2 separate regions of the Siniperca chuatsi genome follow, and region 1 is linked to region 2. The links are chromatin contacts, called in public Hi-C maps. All regions are on one chromosome and are shown on one strand. The core of a region is the stretch at or near the end of the contact, and the rest is flanking DNA. Distances in the headings are between cores, read along the strand shown.

Region 1 (7,109 bases), core at 3,680-6,179, 140 kb after region 2:
ACGTTTGGAGAATAATGTAATACCAGATCCATACCAGATTCTGCTTTTTTATCAACATAATGTGGACACGTTGTCAATACAAATATCGGCCAAGTCACTAAATGTTGATACTGCACATATCTGCAAAATGCTCACTGACCCCATACTTTATTTGTTTTTGTTCTACAATATCTGCTCCTAGCAACTAAAGCATGATTAAACTTTTTTATGGTTACGGTTTGGCACTCCTGGCACTTGGTTAAGGTTAGGGAAAGATCATGTCCTCAGTTTAATAATAATTAATAATATTTAATGATAAAAAGACAATGGTGACTTGAAGCACAAGACAGGATGTGTTGATTTTATTAACATTTAACTGAAACCACAATCTTTCTTCAACTTTAACCAAAGAGCTTTTGTTCCCTAAATCAAAACACGTGGGACTTAAGATGCTAACCCCAGTCTCCGATGTCAAAGTCCTGCGCTTTGTATGTTTCTTAAAACATTAAAACATAATTTGCAAAACTAATTAAAACTATATAAAAAATAATGTATAGGGTTGCCCATTTGTCTGATATAGATTGAAACAAGTGTTACTAAACAAAAACAAAAATGAATGTTTATTTCATCAAAATCTGTAAAACAATCATTTAGAAACTCATGTTACTTTAGTAGCAGTTACTCCAAACTTCAAGGACTTCCTTTGAACATTATGCAATGCACATGGTTGTCTTGAATCCCAGCTTGAATTAGTTAACTTTAGGCAAACAAAGTCCAAGCTCTTTCCTTTTAAATATATACAAAAAATAAAAGATACATAATGGTTACAATTGCAAAATTACAGGTATATTTTAAGCATCATATTCCAAGGCCAATCAACACAGAGACATACATTACATAGAAGAAGGAAAAGTACATGTATTTGAATGCATGTCTATTTGAAGACTTCAGTGCCTTAATATCATCTATGGGACCATGCAGACTAATGCCCTCGTATTATAAATGGCAAGACTACTCATCTGAAGTCAAATGATCTATTACCCTGTACCTTTTGCAGGGCTAAACATGTACAGTATTGGAGAAACTATACTGCACATCCAACTGCTGCAAAACACCTTTAAATTTAGCAACAATTTGAGCTCAGAAGCTCTTTGTCACGTCACAACTGGGGAACACCACCCCTGTTTAGCTGTCAAGTGCATAACGTCTTGACCTTCTAATACCCAGAATAGACCTCTTTTATTATCCAGGAAATTCCTAGTTTCCTTACCTATAGGTGTGGTGCAGTTGTCTGTGTATCAAATGTCTCACAGTAACACCAGTGGTCCTCTGACTCTAACTCACAGCTAAATAGTTTAGTTGCTCTGACGCAGTTCAGGGAGCACGTTGGAACCATGCGTGAGTGTACATGTTTGTGTGCGATGTTAAAGGGAAGAAGTCTATCAGTTGATGGTCCATTGGTATAATTGATATCCATCTAATCTCTTCTCTTCAGGGGAAAAGGAGTTTTGGTTTCAACACTTAATTTGATAATCTGTGAGAAAAGCACAAAAGGGACATTCTGCGGATTCTTAACCTTTCCTCAACTTTGGCACTCCCAGAGGCAGGAAAGGAGTATCTTTCACCACAGTTATTAGTTCACCGAGACACCCTTGACCTCTGCGGTGGTAGCCAACTGTCAACATAACTGATGTTATTGTAATGCAGGTTCACTCTCATTGACTTCTTTTGGAGTCATTCAGGTCTAAGTGTTGGCCTAATCCCTAGAGGCCCGAGTTCAAGCATATATAGATTTTAATTAAACTGAATAAGGCTAAATTGTCATGACCCCATACTAACATCTTAGTGAAATAAATGTGCTTGTTAAACTACAACAGGCTTTTTTTTAAAGTGTGACTTTGAAATCAAAAATATAACTTTAAAAAAAAAGGATATGATAAAACAAAGATAATAGTGTCGTCATTTGCTACAAAACAGGACATTTGTGTTTGTTTACATATTCATGGCTGTCATACATGCATCTTCTTGAGAATAAAAAACAACTATAATAAAACAATCTTAGATATGGTTTGTAAAGCCCTGCTGCCATATCTGTTTGTATATAGTCAACTTTTAAAATGGTGCTAACTTTCACTGAATAGAATAGTATAGTATTTAATAAACCACTCAGTTTTATTTCTGCCTTGGACATGAGTAATGAGTGTCCTCCAACAGAGTAACTGAGAATATTTCTGATCCTTTTAATAGCATTATAGTTTAAAACTCTATGGGGGGGCTTCACTATCCTTTGATCTCTTTCTTATAGATGCTGTAGGTGACAGTGTGTGTGCTAAGCATACAAGCCAGTTTACATCAATGCACACATCAATAACAGAAACAATGATAACACGTGGCTGTATTTTTTTTTTTTTTGCAGAAGGCACGTATCAAGAAAATAAAAATGTAAAGATGAAATTGGTGACAGGAAATTTAAAATGTGGAACACAGGATGTTAAATAAAAAGAACTGATCCACTACCTGAGTGACTTAGTAGAATGAAGCCATTAAGGCATAACAGCTTATGAAGAGCCTCCTGTAGATTTACATGATTAAACTAATATGAGGAGCCCGAGGATTTTCTTTTTTTTCAACAATGGAGAAAGTATTCAAAAATCGTTGTTATGACGTATATGCGTGTGCGCTGACGCTCGTGCGCGTCATACAGCGACGATACAGATGGTGAAAAGCCCATCTGTTTAGAGGAAAATACATTAGAAGTTAATGTGTTGTGGACGAGTTTAAAAAGGGGATGGACGGCGCGAGGATCCGGAACAAAGTTTTCTGTGAGCGCTCTCTCTCTCTCTCTCTCTCTCTCTCTCTCTCTGGGTTGAAGCTGAAGAGCTTGTGGTGGTAATGAGAGTTTAACAAGACTCAATAAATCAGTTAACGGTGGTGGTTTATTGCCCTCAACACGTGTCATTGTTTACCAGGAGTCAAATTTCTATCTTAATTTCTATCTAAAATAGAAAATAAATGTTAAATACAAAGAAAAAACATATAATTTAATAAATTTTATCATTTATTTGTTTTAAATGTATTATTATTATTATTATTATTATTATTATTATTATTATTATTATTATTATTATTATTATTATTATTAAATCAACCCCTTACAAACATTTTAATATTGGCCATCAAGTCCATTTAGGTATTGTTCTTTTTCTCTAATGTATCTTTCATTTCTATTTAGAGATATTTTCTGTCTCCTTACTCCCAGCCCCCCTCCACCAACCCACCACAACCATCATATTTAGCCCCCTGCACACATTTCCAGCGGGTTATCACAATTGCCATTCCTCCCCTCCTTTCTGATGTGTTACCCAGATTACCATCAGTGCCCCTCAGATATTTTTAACAGATCCTCGGCGCTCGGCAATATCCACTCGGAGCCATCTGGTGCAGATCAAAATCTACTGACTTCTTGGGCTTCAGTCGTTAAGGCATTAAATCTAGATCTACAGAATACCCCCGTTGACTCGGGAGGTGGGTGATATAAGAATCAAATCAAATAAAAATAGAACTGTTAAAACATGACACCCCCCCTCTCGTGAGCCACATGGCTGTGTCAGGAGTGGACAGCTAAGGAAAGGAGAGGTTAGAGTCCGACCCTTCTCTTTTTCTGAGCTGGAAAATGGATAAGCGGTTCAAGAGGAGGTGACCAAAAGCTACAGCATCAGATTTTTTTTTCAATTCAAGTCCTGTGGAATTATATTTTTTTCGAAAGCCTATTTTATAAGAGAAAAGAAAATATAAAATTGTAAAAAGGTAATTAGCTGTGTGCAAAAGTCCCAGTTACAGCAGGTTTCTGAACTATGACGAATGAACTACTCTTCATCCTCACTTTTTTGAGTTAATGTGTTTAAAGTGAAGGCACGCCACTTAAATTAAATTAGGGACTCAAAAATGTAAATGGGTAATATTTTGTGGCGGGTACAGGGATATGCAGACTGGTGTCTCGGTGTTTGAGTTGTCCCTGGCTTTTCTTCAGTCCTTTTCACTCAAAACAAGGAAACGTGAAGTGGCTCTGTTGTTACAAAGGACAACAGCAATCTGGTTAAAGTCCACACACACACATGCACACACGTGCGCGCGCGCGTGCAGATGGAAAGAGGGTGAGAAAAACAGAGGAAGAATTTGGCTGATTAAACCTTAATGAAGAAATCAAAGGAAACCAAAACAGAAGTCAATAAAAGCATACATAATTAATAAATGATATGGAGAGATTTGCAAGGTTTTACTTAAATGCTTTGACTTTTGGAGGAAAAACGTCTTGAAATTATTTGAATGCATATCGCAGTTACATGGCTGAAATACAATATTTTATTTATTTATTTGGTAATTTTATTAAAACCTCTCTTTTAGAATGCCTCATCCTAATAAACACAATTAAACTATTATGTCGATTTAACAAGTAGCCTACATAAGCTTTGAAAACATTAGCCCTAGATGAAGAACACTACAAAGAATAAATCCAACTTGGAGGAAGACACTTTCAAAGTAAATTAGTCACTATGAATTAAATAAACGCACCAGCAGCCCGTGATACCAAATACTAATTCCTCTGCGGAGAGGCATTTTCCCCCTTTAATTACAATTTAAATCTATTCAAAGTAAGTTCCTTCTTCTGACGGGTTTACTTCCCCCTGTGTCGGACAGCTGTAAAATCGTGTAGACAGGTTGTCATACAACAATCAAAGCCTTCGGTGAATGGACTCTAATGCTTGAACATTTAACATACAATAAGTCCAAACACGGAGGAAGAGAGAGAGAGAGTCAGAGTCAGAGAGAGAGAGAGAGAGAGAGAGAGAGAGAGAGAGTCAGAGTCAGAGAGAGAGAGAGAGAGAGAGAGAGAGAGAGATAGGCCCAGCCAATGTGCTCACTCTATATTCACATTATCCACATTGCTCCAAACGAGGAGGAGCTTGCAGGCTCAAGTAGGGGATGCCAATCAAAGCATCAACTTCAAATTGTATCTGAGAGATCAGCCTGGAGACCTCAGGGCCAGGCGCGTCAGTCGGAGCGCAATTGTTGATCAGATCACATCCAGCGGACTTTGCGCGAGAAAAGAGAGGAAGCCGAGATTTAAGAGCGGGTTGTTTTGACTGCTTACCACTGTATGTCTGTAGTAGCTGTGACTTTGGCTTAAACACTTTCCCTTCACTCCTCCGGGTTACTTTTTTTTCTTTCTTCTCTCGCACACTTTTTTACGCACAGTTTGTCGGACGATACAGCTGTGCGACAATTCGGCGGTGGAGATGTCTTTCCCCCAGCTAGGCTACCCGCAGTACTTAAGTGCCTCCCAGGCGGTATATGGGAGCGAGAGACCGGGAGTGCTTACGCCTTCGTCCCGGGGAGGGAGCACCGAAATCGGGGGAAGTCCGTCCGCCACCGCAGCGGCGGTCACATCGGTGTTGGGCATGTACGCCAACCCGTACGCACACAACTACAGCGCTTTCTTACCTTACACCAGCGCGGACTTGGCTCTTTTCTCACAAATGGTAAGAATAAATGGTGGGTTTTGTTTCTGTTCACGGGTTGGCGTTGCAGAGACGATTATTTACGCTTGATGTTCCCCCAGCTGTCTGAAAATACAACCATGGCAGGCTGAGTAATCTCAACGAAAAGAATAAAGAAAAGCAAATGCATTATAATATGTCTGAGTTGTTTAAATATCGATCGCTAAATATTAGTCCATATTTGCTCGATTTTTGATAGTTCAGTGCCTTGTTTGGCTGAGTTAGAAATGTGAAAAGTTTGACTTGTAGGTAGGCTACAAGCAAAACAAAATCGGACTGGAAATGATTTATTTTGCCCATAAAGGATAGCATGCAAACAAAAGTCTAATTCACACCAACCATACCGTTATAATCTCATATTGTTGGAATAGTGAGTTGCAAATTGTAAATACATTTCACGGAAGAAACCTATGCAATAGATCTGCATTTTGGCATGCACCAATGTAAAGAAAAAGTTACTCGTCTCTTACCGTCGCCAGAGTATTTTTCTCAGGTCGTTAAATAATCTACCATAGAACAAAAGCTTAGTCTATAAATATGATTAACTTTTAATCGTGCAGGCGCTGTTTCGTCTACAGTATCTTTATGTCATGATTGAATGCCACGTGGATTTTTACTGTGTCTAGATGAAAAATGGTCAGACATTCATCGGCCTAAAATACACTTGGTGATAATAATTAACTTGCAGCGTGTTAACGTGTTGGCTAATGTGTGCATCTGGCCCATAGGCAGTGACTAATGCGCTAAAGCGTCAAAAACAAGGGTTATTATCCAAAAGCCAAGCATATGCGTTGCCTGGATTGATCGATATGTTTAAGTGATGTGTCCAAAGCAAATATAAAAGAGGCAGGGGATTCAATTCGGCGCAAAAGTGCGAGTGTGGCACGCTGGGGAAACTTAACTTAGGCCTTCAAACTGCTTTGACATACTTGAGGAGTGTGGAGGGGAGTTTGGCAGGTACGCATGAAAGCTGGCAATTTGCATGCCATCTGTGCGTTCACAATGATGCAGCGAACTTTCTCTCGTCCCGTTGACTTAATTTGTTCCGTTATTGGATTGTCGTGTATAAAAAGTGTTTGCTAATAAAAGGTCTCTGCCTTTGGGTGAGTGGTTGTGCAAGGCGCAGGTGGTGCTAGCATGTGGTATTTTGCAAGTTGAGGAGCTTATTTGTGGAAAACTCCGTCAGGTGCAACTGCAACTCTTGGATTTTTTTTTTTTTTTTTTTTTTTTTTTTTTAATAGAGGCCGTTTTCACTTGTTTGAATTGCAGATATCTACCATGGCCAAAATGCATGAGCTACATTAAAAAAAAAAAAGATTATTAAAGCATGTATTTTACAATCCAGTGTATCAAACAAATTATGCACATTAAACGTCCTGCTGTTATAAAAAAACATTATCTTTTATTTTCAAGGGATCCCAGTATGAGCTGAAGGAGAGTCCTGGCGTCCATCCTGCCAGCTTCGCAGCACACACATCTCCGGCCTTCTATCCATACGGCCAGTTTCAGTACGGGGACCCGGCCAGGCCCAAGAACGCCACTCGGGAGAGCACCAGCACCCTGAAAGCCTGG
Region 2 (7,042 bases), core at 4,262-6,761:
ATATATATATTTACAAAACAAACAGACGATGTCAGTTTCCCATTTTTGCAATACAACTTGCATAAATTATAGGCATCATTTCGCCATCATTTAAAAAAATAAATATCAAATGTAGGCTATTCACTTCAGTCCTCAAGTTCACTTCAGTTCCGTCCACTTTGCGTCCCAAGACAAATACGGTTTCACAGAAAGGCCAAATTATGTTTTCCACACGTAAATATATACTAAAATAATATACCGTGGCAAATAAGCAAACTATAGGAACCTGAGAAATAACATGTAAATCACATATAATGGGAGATCTTTTTCAAACCTGCATAATGAATTATTATCCACAATGCATCAAAGCAAAACAACTGAAATAATACAATACAGATCTGACAGACGTGTGTGTTGCAGAGAACGTCTCAGCCTGTGTGGAGCTGAGGAAGCGGTAACAGCTTTCATTCCGACTATATGGTGGCACTAGATCCGGTTTGGAGTGAAGGTTATGGGGGTTAAAACATGGGGTTAAAAGGTGGTGGCCTTACTCGCTTTATACTCAAAGCAATTGTGACACCTACCTGCAGACCATGGAAATAGAAATCCCACACGATCAAATGATCAACTCCCTCCACAAACCCAGAAAGGCTGAGGCTGGCTCTACCCACAACAGCTCTATACTGCAAGTGCTTATTGAAATCCCCACTGCCTAATTACCGGTAATAAAAAAAAAAAAAAAAAAGACTACCCAGCGGCCTGTAGGCAAAGCTTTAAATGTGCGCAAGAAAAGTAACCACCACAACAACCTAAGTGACATTTGAAGATGGAAAGTTGCACGATGAATGCACAGAGCAAACTAACTGATTTGTTTGCTTTTGGCTGACCCTGTGTAATTATAATTATCCTAAGATGAAAGATAAGGTTTGAGGCCTACTGTGCGCGCGCACACACACACACACATTAGAGGAAACATTAAAAATAGAATTCCTGCTCAAAGCTATGGCAACATTTCTCTGCTCAGGCTGCCACTGTGTGTTTGTGTGCACGCGCGTCTCTGCAGATGCGCGTGCTTGGGCTGATTTGAGGCCTTTCCTTAATGGGCTTATTTTAATGTCTCTATCTGTAGGTGTACTCTTGCACGTTTGTTTGCAGTGCGCTTTCTACTGGTTTCTAATGCGCCTGACACTTTATGATTCAATGAGACCAATATATGCAACTTTTAAAACAAATGGAGAACAATTATAAGTGATAATTCCAGAAAATACACTCCGCTGAAAATGAATCGTATGCCATAGTAGCCTACACGTTCGTTTGCTTAAATTGTCCATCTTGGTCTCATATTCAGCCCTAACCTAACCTCACATGGAAACAAGTGAACTCATTTTACTTCCACCGTGGAGCGATTTCCCTCCCGCGTTTAAGACAAATACAATCTCAAGATTCAACACCAGATTAAATACGTGTTCAAACTGGTTATCACTCTGTTAACAATGTAGGCTACCGCAGCATGTTATTACGTACCTTTCTTTGCTTCTAAATTTGCGGGTCTGAAATGCTGCTGCTGCTGCTGCTCAACAACAACAATCTGGTTTGGGTTATTTTTAACGAGGGGAGAGTCTGGCCTGTGTTTGGGGTTTGTGCTCGCCTCCAGAGCCTGATGAGAGGAGCTCAGACCCTCGTTTGCAGCAGCAGCGGCGGCGGCAGCGGCGGCGGCTGCTGCTGCAGCAGCAGCCAGACTCACTCCAGATGAGTTAGTGTACCGCAGGATCCCTTGGCCCTGCAGGGGGCTGAAGTTGCCATAGTTTGTGTAATTGCTATAAAAGGGAGAAGTGTAATAAATAGGTCTCCCAAGAATGGAGGGGGCCGGGTAGAGGGAGGGGGAACTGGCAGCCGGGGAGGTGGTGGAAGGCGTGGGGGGCGTAAGGAGGCCACCGCTGGAAGAGGGGCAATTTGGTTGCCCTGGCTGCCCCAGATGCTGTTGCTGATGTTGCTGCTTTTGGTCCGAGGTAGCAATCTCCGCCAGTGACCACAATTTGGGCTTGACTGTAGGGTTCTGAGGCGGGCCCGAGGAAGGTCTGCTATCAATGCATGAAGACGATTTATTGGTATTAATATTGTTGCTGTTGACGAGGTTCCGGGCCAAATCCTCGCGCTGGCTGTGGAGATGGTGTAGATGATGGAGGTGGTGGTGGTGGTGACGGTGTTGGTGATGACTGAGAACTGGTGCTTCTACTCCCGTAAGAGGCGACGAGGTGACGGGTTTGGGCGAGAGCTGAACCCGCGGGTCGTGGTTCTGGTCCTCGCCGTCCTCGTCGCATTTGTCGCCGGCCTGCTCAGAGCCCAGCTCTCCCACACGACAGCTGACCTTCTCCCCGTCAGACTCTGCCGAGCAGGAGTGGTCTGTCAGAGTGTCGACGTGCAGGCTGATACCTAACACAAGAAGGGAAAAACAACAACAACAAAAAAAAAAAACAATATATATATACATATATATATATATAGTTATATAAAAAACAACCCAAGGATATAAGGAGAAATAAAGAAAGAAAATGAAACTGTAAAGTAGACACAATAATTAATGACCAGTAATATTCTAAAATAAAAACAAAGACACGAGCTGAGAATTTCTAAAAAGAATAAAAAATACTATAAGAAAACTTATCTTGTAGTCAAAGTATATTCCATATCTATGTGTATTCAAAGCGATCACTCATGTTTTACAGCCAACGAAGCTTGAATAAGTAAGTTATTAATTATTCATGTCAGTTTAAATAGTAGGCTGCGATTAAAAGGCTTTTTTTATATGATAGCAATCGTGCTTTCCCTTTTTACATAATTATACAAAAATGTCACCAAGAGAATAACATTAACAGTCTAATTTTATTGTGGCCACTCATGCACTCATCTGGATTGCTATGTTATGTGTCTTTGCCAGTGACCTGCCATTAATCATGATAAAGAAAAGAAAATGTCCACCTTAACAGGTCATTTAGTCTAGTGTTGAGTCTCAGAACCTCGTTTTCATTCAAAAAATATATCAATCAACATGGCTACTAAAACAATACATGAAGCCAGGTCATTTTATAAAAACAGCATATATTCAAAGCAGCTTGTGTTGGACATTTGTTTCATGATTTCATAATTTCACATCCTCAGAATATTATTGCACTAAATAACCTGAGAAGTAAATAAAAGGGGCATCCACCCCTCCCCTCCGTCTCACCCCCGTCCTACCCTAAACTGTTAAATGGATCGTTGGCTCGGTCGCCAGATTATACCCCACCTTCATCCTCCGCTGAAGCCTCGCTGTTATCCAGTGTTTTTTCAGGGCGCTCCACCTCTTTCCTCTCTCCGTCCCCGTCCTCCTCGTCCTCGTCTTCGCTCTTATTCCTGGGCGCCCAGGTCATCTTGTTCTCCTTCTTGAGCCTCCGCCTGGCGTTGGCGAACCATGTGGAGACCTGCGTCAGGGTCATCTTAGTGATAATGGCCAGCATGATCTTCTCCCCTTTCGTCGGGTACGGGTTCTTCCTGTGCTCCTGCAGCCAGGCCTTCAGGGTGGCCGTGGCGTCCCTGGTGGCGTTTTTGCGGTAAGCCGGGTCGTTGAGTTGGTAGGGGTACCCTGGACTCCCGTATGGGTGGTAACTTAATGCCCCGGCCATGCCCGTTGTGTGCGCGTCATACGGAGAGCTCTGGAGGAAAGTTGAAAAAAGTCACGAGTCTGCGATGTGTTTTCTAGCGCTGAGTTCTAAAATGTGACATTAATATGGCTTGTGTAATTTACAAAACAATTCATATAGTTTAAAGGCATTTTAATACGCACAAACACATATCAAAATTACATTAAAACCAGTGAAACACTCAATTTATTCTACTATGTTTAACAGGTTTTTAGAAACCTGTCGGAAAAGGTGAAAAAGAGCTGGGGAGTGGTATAAATACACGGGGAGATTCTATTCTGATTTTTTGAAAATCATATAACATTATTTCATTATACGGGGCTTGATTAACGAAGCGCAGTTTATTGTAAATAAACAAACTATCAAAATTCATATGATTTTTTTTTTTTTTTTGCCTTGGTCATTTGTCAACCCTACTCATTAAGTTTTTAAAAAACACTAATCTCAAGCAGGGGTAGTAAACACTCAGTGCGTAAAAGCAGGCCGCAAAAGGGCATGAACTAATGGTTAATGGTTAAGATCATTATCGGATTAACTAATAACATGGCTCCTGTTAATATAGCCATAAAGATAATAAAAAGGAAATTTCAATTTTCTGTAATCACCTATTAACTTCCTAAGTTTCTTTCAGTGGCTGCTTTTTGTTTTGTTGTGGCAAACCCAATGTGTTAGCATATCTTCTCTTTGCAGCATTACAAATCCCATTAGCAAATCACTTGATATGCACCTTTCCTAAAACGCTTGAAGTGCCCTGTGACATTAACATTGCGAGTCATGCTTTTCATGTTAAAATTCCGTTTATTCAACTCAGAATAAAGTCAGCGACTTCATCCCTGGTTATTTTAATGACTGCTGAAAAAGAAAGAGTTAGGGCTTGTGTTATATTAATTTTCTATGACACATAAATTAACTGCTTAGGGGCTATAGGCTCAAATAAATATCTTAGTTGGTGTTCTGTTTTACATAATTAGCTGCACAGTGAGTGTTAAGCGCTGGTCAAGCCATTACAATTTGCAGCTCATGCTTAAAAATCCCATTTAAACCTAAGGGGTCAGGGATTTTATAGTAAGAACCCGACGAGTAGGCCACTAGATATGAACATATAGCAACCGTGCACTCACTAAGAAAGTTCCGCAAACACTTACTGATCAGTGAATCATACCAAAAACACTGTAAACCTGCACCGATTTGATCGCGCTGTGTGCCAGTGAAACCGCTTACAGACTTTAATTCGCCGACACATTCACCTGCTTCGGCGCGTCATCATACAGAATAATACATGAACATATGAGATATTTTACCATGTAAGATGGGAATCCCGTAGTTGGATCCGTGGAGTATGACAGTGGACTGGAGAAGCCTGCACCCGCGGAGGCGGAGAAAGCAGCCGATCCAGGGTAAGGGCTGAAGGCTGAGCCAGAGGACGACCTGGCCAAGTCTTCATTTCGCGGGGCAGCCAGAGCCGAGGCCCCGTAAGCCGGACACGAATAAAGAGCCAGAGAGCCCGGGGGCTGGTAGAGGTAACCCTGAGGATAGGACATTGGTGAGCGCGGGATAGGTCGCCGATTCCAAAAAAAGGAGGAAAGAACGCGCAGGGCGTCGGGCAACAGCAGCTAAAACAATAAACAATCAGCTCAATAATCAGCCGTGCAAACAGTCATCAGACAATGGAAATAAAAAAAGTCCTCCCTCCACAGACCCCTTACTGGGAAAAAAACCCCGAAAGATCTGTTAAAGTGCCCTCATAGAGGCAATGTGGCATGCGTCTTGATCCCCTAGCGTCCGATGTTTTTAGTACGCAGCACTATGAAGTGAGGAGTTGGGAGGGAAGGAGCCAGTGGAGTTTCAGACGCACAGAGCATTGGGGGAAACGGGAGCTGTCACTCCGGCTCATCTGAATATCCCATCCCCGCCCCCTTTCTGCCTCACAGAAATGGAGCCTCGGAACAAAACCAAGACTCCACACTGCAAAAAGTAGGGTGCGTCAATCTTAACAAGAGTTGTTTAGTTTAGTGTGGGATTTTAAAACCTAATTCACTTAATGCAATCCGACAAATACCAACTGGGTGAGATAATAATGTAGCTAACTGTTGCCAATGCAAATTAATTGGTCCACAGCTGCGATGCCATATTTGTCATTTGTTTCAGGGACATTCCCCACACAGGTGATGTGTATCAGAATTTACAATGAAGTCATTTTTTTTAATTTTCTTTTCTATTCAGTTATTTCAGTTATGGTTAAACCCACCAAAGTGCATTCACTGACTTGGATGGATCTTTTTTTGTAGTTTAAGACATAAATAGACTGGCCTGGAGAGAAAGAGAAGTAGCCAGAATTAGTTCACCTTCTTTTCTCAATGTTTTTTTGTGCCGTCGAGTTATTTATTTTAATTGTTTTGAGGTCAGGTTGATTGTGGCACACAGCGTCTGTCTGATCAAAACTTGCGTGCACTCCCGTAACAACTGTGCAAGAGAGAAAGAGAGAGGGGGGGGGGTATACAATGGCCAGTGCTCTCCACTTGCAGCTGGTTATTTCGTCAGTTCAGCTATCAAACGCGGACACATCCACGAATGTATGCGAGCACCGATAAGTGTGCGCGCTCCTCAGGCAGTGCGCGCTCTGGCCTTCGGGAGTGTTCCCGGCTCCTTCATTTTCACCACTTAGCGGATCTCACATCCGCTCATCCCTTATTATTACAATTATACTCATCAGCAATAATAAAGCTGCTGCTGGTGGTGATTGTCGCTTTATGAGGGGCAGTCTCTCCTCTACACAGACACCAAGCTCACCACCAACACTGTTTAAGTGTGTGTGACCGTGTATGTATTAGGTGAGTTTGACAGTTTTTGCTCATGCACTTTGCCAGTGTGTTTGGGAGCTCACCTGTCTAAGCTGTTGTGTGTCTTTGTGTGCGCTTTTGGACTCGTCTCCATACAAAACAGGGCATAGCCTTGTCCTTTATTATTGTGATTACAGGCATTATGACCTCTGTTGGAGACAAGCGATACAACACAGCATGCTGGAAACCTGAAACTGTGACAGCGGTTTTGGATCGGGCAGTCAAGGTGGCAACTACTGGAAAGAAGAGTGGCCTAGCAGTCGACCTCATCAGTATTCATCTGAATGAATGTATTCATCCATCAGGTGCTTGTTCCTCCACTGCAGTGTGGTTTGGCAGTGTTGTAAACAGCAACAGCACAATTTAAATATGCATATATGCATGCATTATAATGTACAAAAAAGAGGCTCATAGTAATCTCTATACTTAACAGTTTTGTTAATTAATACACAATATCCTGTATTCAAATCTTGACTTAATTACAGCCATAATGGGGGGTATTTTTCAATTTAGGCTCCTTTGAGAGGAGACATGACAGTGTTA

What was found. A called contact is a pair of places that touch in the nucleus more often than the background predicts.
Region 1: a Hi-C map of an unstated tissue shows a contact between it and region 2, with 3 times the contacts expected there. The contact joins the promoter of irx1a here to the promoter of irx2a in region 2. A contact is called at or near these places in 3 of 3 Hi-C or Micro-C datasets (liver, skeletal muscle and an unstated tissue).

The regions. Positions count from the first base shown.
Region 1 is chrLG9:19,490,089-19,497,197 of ASM2008510v1, forward strand. It overlaps irx1a (iroquois-class homeodomain protein IRX-1a), which reads left to right and starts at 4,930. Exons shown (of 4, transcript XM_044208660.1): 1 at 4,930-5,519; 2 at 6,951-7,109. The coding sequence starts at 5,277.
Region 2 is chrLG9:19,350,592-19,357,633 of ASM2008510v1, forward strand. irx2a (iroquois-class homeodomain protein IRX-2a) reads right to left here and starts at 5,512. Exons shown (of 3, transcript XM_044208627.1): 1 at 4,961-5,512; 2 at 3,266-3,671; 3 at 1-2,412. The coding sequence starts at 5,200. The coding sequence ends at 1,496.